Linked DNA regions of Sus scrofa: region 1 is linked to region 2. A link is a contact called in public promoter capture Hi-C data. All regions are on one chromosome and are shown on one strand. The core of a region is the stretch at or near the end of the contact, and the rest is flanking DNA. Distances in the headings are between cores, read along the strand shown.

The links. Promoter capture Hi-C pulls out the DNA fragments that hold promoters and counts their contacts.
Region 1: a contact with region 2 is called in a promoter capture Hi-C map of fetal liver, with 4 times the contacts expected there. The contact joins the promoter of DCK here to the promoter of GRSF1 in region 2. A contact is called at or near these places in 3 of 5 promoter capture datasets (fetal liver, fetal skeletal muscle and liver), 13 of 47 Hi-C or Micro-C datasets (embryonic fibroblasts, fetal heart ventricle, fibroblasts and 7 more) and 2 of 2 datasets of contacts at active chromatin or transcription factors (alveolar macrophages and skeletal muscle).

Annotation. Positions count from the first base shown.
Region 1 is chr8:67,704,503-67,708,009 of Sscrofa11.1, forward strand. It overlaps DCK (deoxycytidine kinase), which reads left to right and starts at 2,159. Exons shown (of 7, transcript XM_003129074.5): 1 at 2,159-2,612. The coding sequence starts at 2,522.
Region 2 is chr8:67,605,527-67,608,967 of Sscrofa11.1, forward strand. It overlaps GRSF1 (G-rich sequence factor 1), which reads right to left and starts at 1,896. Exons shown (of 10, transcript XM_003129072.4): 1 at 1,365-1,896. The coding sequence starts at 1,718.

The DNA.
Region 1 (3,507 bases), core at 909-3,408, 99 kb after region 2:
CCTCACAGCAGAAACTGGCAGAACTGGAATTCGAAACCAGTCTTTAAATTTCCAGTGCTTAAACTCTTAATCACTGTACAAGTACTTTTTTTGTGGTTTTTGTTTTTGTTGGGTTTTTTGGGGGGAGGGGGAACCATATTCAGAGATTTGTGCTTCTCAACCTCAAACATCAGATCCATATGGGATTTATTCAGTTCCACTTTCTTCCTATTTGAAGGTCTCTGGGACCCCGCCTTATTTATCTCAGGGTTTTTTCCCTCAAGCTGGGATGTAGAATATAACACCCAGTAGCTTCTCTGGCTTCCTTGCCATACAAATGACTATTCAGGCCTTTTTCATTTTAAGAATCCTGCTATTAAGCACTATAGGGATAAACAAAGGCAATATACATAAATAATAGCATAACAACACAATATTGGAAAGTTACAAAAAATGATTTTTGCTGTTTTCATCCTCGAGTCACATTTTGATTTCTGCCCTTTATTTCAGAACAGCTTCATTTATCTTCCTTGTTGTGATTCCACCTTTAGATTCATTTCAGATCTGATTGACAGTTGTAAGGTAGAAAAGAGTAACAGGGCCTTTGGTTTCTGTAGACAATTTGAACTTGGGCACTTCCAGCCCGGGCAGTGACCTGTTTACTAGGTCTTTACCATGACTGAAAATGAATTCCTCTGGGTGTGTCTGCATTTGTCCCCAATTAGATGAGTCATCCAGCAGAGGACATGGCATATAAGGAAGCACTCAAATATTCAACATACATTTGTTAACCACCAGGTGTAGGGCAAGCAAAGTTAATTAGTTTTATAGTATGCTGAAAAGAAACCTACTCAGTGTGGTGACTTATTCTCATCACTGTAGGAGTGTAGAATTTTTTTCCTCTCAGGCTCTTTGGCTGACCTAATCATTGATGTAAGACAGATTAATAGCAGAAAAGCATTTAATTACATATAAAGTCCCCTTAAAAATATGAGAATCAATGAAATGACCAAAGCGGGAAGCTTTTATACCTTTTAGACAAATAATAAATTTGTGAAGAAGCCACAAGAGGAAGGGTTTGGGCCAGTTGTAGTAAATTGATGAAACAGTAACAAGGTTTATTTATCCAGCCTTCTCTGCCCTGAATTCCCAATCTCTGATAATAAGGATGCTTTCTACCCTCTTGGTACAGGGAGGGTACCTTTTACATGAGAGATTTATTTCCTGCTTTCAGGTAGGAACAAAGGGTCAGAGGTTCTTATTTAATCCAAAATAATATGCCAGAGTGGCATATTCAGGGTGGCATATTCCAACCCCTTCAACGCAAAGCGCCATCCATATCAGGATATGAGAGATCAGGAGGTGGCATCTGAAAACCTAACTTTCTATCCCATTTCCACTCACTGACTTGGAGACTTAACAGTAGCCCCTCAGTGCCTGGCTCCTCACTGATAAAGGAGCTCATGGTGAGATCTGTGGCACCTGATTGCTAGTTAATTCAAGAAAAACGCTGGAAATACCGTCTACACGCAAGAATGCAATTACATTCCCTGAGGGCTGGGGTGCCTAGCGCCATCTAGCCTGCGACAGTCCTCCTGGCTGAGAATTCCTGGGACTCCGTTTTTCTACTACTCATTGCTTCCCTCTGACAAGTTTAAAGTCCAGCTGACTCGGAGTTCCCATCATGGCTCAGTGTTAAAGAACCCGACTAGGAACCATGAGGTTGCGGGTTCCATCCGTGGCCTTGCTCAGCAGGTTAAGGATCTGGTGTTGCCATGAGCTGTGGTCTAGGTCGCAGACCTGGCTCGGATCTGGCGTTGCTGTGGCGTAGGCTGGCGGCTACAGCTCTGATTAGACTCCTGGAAACCTCCATATGACCCCAGAGCGGCCCTAGAAAAGGCAAAAAGACCAAAAAAAAAAAAAAAGACAAAAAAGCCCAACCAATTCGGTCCAGATGCTCTGAGTCCACAGGCCCCACAGGGGAGGGGAGTTCTCCGAAACCCAGCCCACTCCAGGTGACTAGCGAAGGTGACGAGCGAAGGAGACGCCCCCTGCCCCTGGGCGCCCTTCGACCTTGGGTGCCCGCGCCGGTTCCCAGCCAATTCCGGGAACGCCCCTCCGCCCCAGCTTGCTGGGAAAAGGCGCGCCGGCGCGCGCGCGGTCCCGCCCCCCGCTCAGCTCCCGCGGCCCCGTCCCCAGTTCCCGCGTGACCCGACGTGCCGGGCGCGCACGTAGGGGCCCCCCGCCCCAGCCGAAGGGGGCGAAGGCCGAGGGGCCGAGGCGGGATCTCGGGTTTGAGAGAAAGCGGGGGCGTGGCTTCCTCGCTGGGTGGGCGGCCACTCTGCAGCCCCGCCCCCGTCGGCAGCTGACTCCGCGCGCCAAAATCAAACCCGCGGGCCCGCCGTCCGGAGAACCTGCAAGGGGTGAGGGTTCCGCGTGCGGGTCCACACGAGCTCCGCGGTAGCGTGAGCCCCGGCGCGCGCAGTCTGCGGCACCTCCCAGCCCCCTTGCCCAACGCCCTCGGGGCCGCCACGGGCGAGGCATGGCCACCCCCCCCAAGAGGAGCTGCCCGTCTTCCCCAGCCAGCTCAGAGGGGAACCGCATCAAGAAAATTTCCATTGAAGGGAACATCGGTAAGGAGCCTCGGGAAATGTTGGTCCAAAAGCGGGGGTAGTCACGGCGGCGACGGCTGCTGAAGCACGCCCTCGCCGCGTCGCTTCTGTGGGGGCTTTCCGCCCTGCCTAGTGCTGTGTGTGGATGCGGACGCGCCTTCAGGCTTGTGCCTCCGAAAGCATCCTTCTCTGCCTTCCCCAGCTTCCCTCCCGGCCGGGGGTGGCAGCTCTGCGCGTTAGGCCCCAGGCCCGCGAGCCCTAGGAAGCGCGCCTCGGGTTCTTTTCATCCTCTTTGTTGGGACCGCGCACAAGGAAGGGTTTTTGGTTTTGTTTCTGTTTTATTTTTATTTATTTATTTTTAGGATGCGTGTTTGTGTCAGTTCTTGAGGTGTAGTTTACATAGGTTAAATTGTCCCTTTTTAGGCATACTTCTTACTCTATGAGGTTTTTTTTGTTTTTTGTCTTTTTGCTATTTCTTTGGGCCGCTTCCGTGGCATAAGGAGGTTCCCAGGCTAGGGGTCGAATCGGAGCTGCAGCCACCAGCCTACGCCAGAGCCACAGCAACGCGGGATCCGAGCCGCGTCTGCAACCTATACCACAGCTCACTGCAACGCCGGATCATTAACTCACTGAGCAAGGGCAGGGACCGAACCCACAACGTCATGGTTCCTAGTCGGATTCGTTCACTACTGCGCCACGACGGGAACTCCCCCTCTATGAGGTTTGACAATGTTTTACTACCACCACCAAGATTGAGTCAGAACGTTTCCATCACTGCACAAAGTCCTTCTTGCTCTTTTGTCGTCAGCCCCCTCTCCGTTCCTACCCCCTGGCAAGCACTGATCTGATTTCTATTCCTGTCAAGTTTTGCCTTTTCCAGAATGTCATATAAATGAAATCTAAGCATGTAGCCTTT
Region 2 (3,441 bases), core at 646-3,145:
GGGTCTAATACATATTTGATAAGAATGCAACAAGCACTACAATTAATATGGGAAGACAATTTAGGCTTTAACTCAAGTGATTTGGATTCTACTGGGCTAAGGAGAGAGATACTTCACTCCTTTGTATGTTTCCATCATTTCTGTGAAGACACAATTTTATGGAAGCAATAATAAATGTAAACACAGTATAACATTAGTAGAGGCTCAGCAGATATCATTATACTAGTCAAGTTCACAGAAAAGAAAAATCCAGGAGAGAGAATAGCCAGCTCACAAAGGCTTATTAAAGATAGCATGTTTTTTGATAAAGCTAACATTCCCCATTTTCCCAGAATTCCATAAGCATCACAAGCTTCTACAGGAAAGGGCAGCAGAAAGTATTGGGCCAGGATTCAAATCAATTAGCTCAGCCACTGGCAGACAGCAGCCATGCAGATTAGCTTCCCAGTTTCCCTAAATTCAAGGATAAGTACAAAATGGATTAAGAGGAACATGACCCAAGGCATCAGGAACCTTGATAAAGTGTCCTGACATTTCCCAGATGCCACGTAACAAGCAGAAAGCTTCCTACGAGGCACCATAATATTTGCAATCTGAGTAGTTAAACACAACAATGACTTTAAAAAAATACTGTAGACTTACTCCCAGGTCCCCAAACCATGGCCTTTGCCCCAGACGCCGCCTCTCCTCGGTCCCCCTCCCCCATTTTCACAGCCGCCCAAACTGTCCTTCCCAGCGGCGGCGACCCGCGGTCCTAAAGGACCTTCTGTCAAGAGTAAGTGGAGGTGCAACGGTGACCTTCAGTAATTGGGGCAGCCCGCCTTTCCCCGGGGACACGAGCAAGAGGACAGCGCTGGGGACCTGGCTCCTTCCCCACAAACCCAGCCCACGCAAGTATGTGCGTGAACCTAAGCATCAGCGGGCCGAGAGGCTCGCCCAGGCCGCTAGGCCTGGTGCTCGGGCGGCACGCAAAGTCCCAGCCCTCCGCGGGGTCCAGCCTCCCAACTTCACAACCAGCGGGCACACAGCGACAGGGATGCGCGGTGGGGACGTCAGCAGCCTCACAAAACCTACCATGGGCCGGCGGGAAACAAGGCCTCAACATTCACCCCCAGCCACACTTACACTGCCCAACCGACCAGAGACTCGAGAAGAGAACAAAACAAGGAGAACACCCGAGGCCTGGGAGAGCGTCCCTTGTTCTGGGGCCCAATAGGAGGACTGGGCGGGCGGGGGCGGGAGGGGGGTGCGGCGCGTGCCGCGGATCCCCGGGCGCGCACGTGAGGCGCACGCGGGGGGCGCCGGGGCGCGTGCGCGTGGCCGGGGAAGGGTCCCGCGCGCGGCCTCGCTCGGCGTCCACGTACCTGGCAGTAACCCCGCGCCGGACCCGCGGCCGCCGTCAAAGACGGCGATAGCAGAGGGGCGCGCAGGGCCGGGTAGGAGGCGGCAGCCGTCGCGGCGGCGGAGGCGGCCGCGGGGGGAGGCCCCGCCAGCCTCCCGGCAGGGGCAGGCCCGATCTGGAGGCCCCGCGTGTGCGAGGCGGCGGCCGCCGCGGCACCGAGCAGCAGCAGCAGGCGGCGACGGCCCGAGACGCCCGACGGGAAGGAGCCGGCGGTCGAATAAAAGGGCAGGCAGGCGGCGCCGGTGCGCCGGCAGCTGCTGCAGTTGCAGCCGCAGCCCCGGAGCAGCGCCCCGAGCACCCAGCGCGTCCCGGCCATGGACTCTGGAGGCGGCGCAGGGCCTGAAGGCGGCTGCGGCTGCAGCGCGAGCGAAGGGGAAGCGGAATCCAGGGCCGGGGAGGGGTTGCCGGGCACATGCGCCGCGGGTACCGGGGGCAGCGGCGAGTCAGGAGGAGGCGGAGGAGAGCTCGCGGCTCCGCCCGGGCTCCGCCCTCGGGGCGGTGCTGCCCGCGAGCCGGGTGGGGCTGGGGCGCTGCCTCGACCGCCTGGCTGGTGTTTCCCCTGGTGGAAACAGTCCTGAAGGCGACGAACCTTCCCGCTCTGGGCGGCCTGAAACCTGGAACCCGGAGCTACCGACGCCCCGCAATTTACCCCCAGTCCTTTGACGTGGGAGGGGGGCGAAAGGGCTCTTTCTGGAAGGAACTGAGGTACGCCAATTGTAAAAAGAGGTTGGGCTGATAACATCGGCGAAGGTTGAATAACGCCCCCTGCCCCCCCCCCCCAGCTTGAGTGCGGTGCTGAAGGCCAACTTTATTTTGCTTTTTGTTTTTTGTTTTTGTCTTTTTGCCATTTCTTGGGCCGCTCCCGCGGCATATGGAGGTTCCCAGGCTAGGGGTCCAAACGGAGCTGTAGCCGCCAGCCTACACCAGAGCGGGATCCGAGCCGCGTCTGCAACCTACACCACAGCTGACGGCAACGCCAGATCCTTAACCCACTGAGCAAGGGCAGGGATCGAACCCGCAACCTCATGGTTCCTAGTCGGATCTGTGAACCACTGAGCCACGATGGAAACTCCCAACTTTGTTTTAAAATGAAATATATAGATACTCATTCTGTGCTAATAAGATCTAAAGGTAGCCTCCCGCTGTTGGGAAGTTCACTCTAGACCACTTCATGAAAAATCCGTATTAGTACCCGTTTTCACTACTGGAAAGAAATATGCGATTTTCACTTTGATGGGGAAAGGCAAAAATTGAAAATAGCATTGTGTTTGTTTTGTAGCAGCGGCGGTCGAGGCTGAGGTGGTCCCACCGACCTCCCTCCTGGGAAGCTGTACTCAGCGTCTCCCTGCCACGGCTTTGAACTGTGTTTTTGAGCAGCTCTGCTTTATCTCCTTGGCAACCTATGTTCTGGGATAACTGCTTCCTCATCTTATGCCATTTTGGCTCCAAAAGGTTTCTTAGGAACTCTCTGCTTTCAGATAGGGGGTGAAACCTGTGTAACAACGACTAAAGCCTCCCATGAGGATTTCGTGTATTCACAAGTGGACAGGCAGAGGTCTGTCCAAGGACTGGTTGTGCAGTTTCCCTCCTCATGTGTGGAGGACCTGGCTCAGGTTAGTAGGCAAAAGAGAGTTCAGAGACTGAAAAATAGAAAAAGCTAAAAAATTTAGATTTTCTGTTGTGGAAATTCTCAAAGAAAAGTATAATGAATGAACTTTAATGAATTTCAGAAATTATCAACATTTTTCATTCTGGTTTCATTTGTCCTCACCACCACCACCATCCCCCCATTTTTTTCCTTTACTGGAATATTTTAAAGGAAACCCCAAAGATCATGTCAATCACCTTTTCAGTATCCATCTTAAAGTGATAATGACTTTTAAAAAATGGGGGTTCTCATCGTGGCTCAGCAGAAACAAATCCAACTAGGAACCACGAGGTTGCAGCTTCGATCCCTGGCCTCGCTCAGTGGGTTAAGGATCTGGTGTTGCCGTGAGCTGTGGTGTAGGTCTCAGACGAGGCTCGGATCTGGTGTGGCT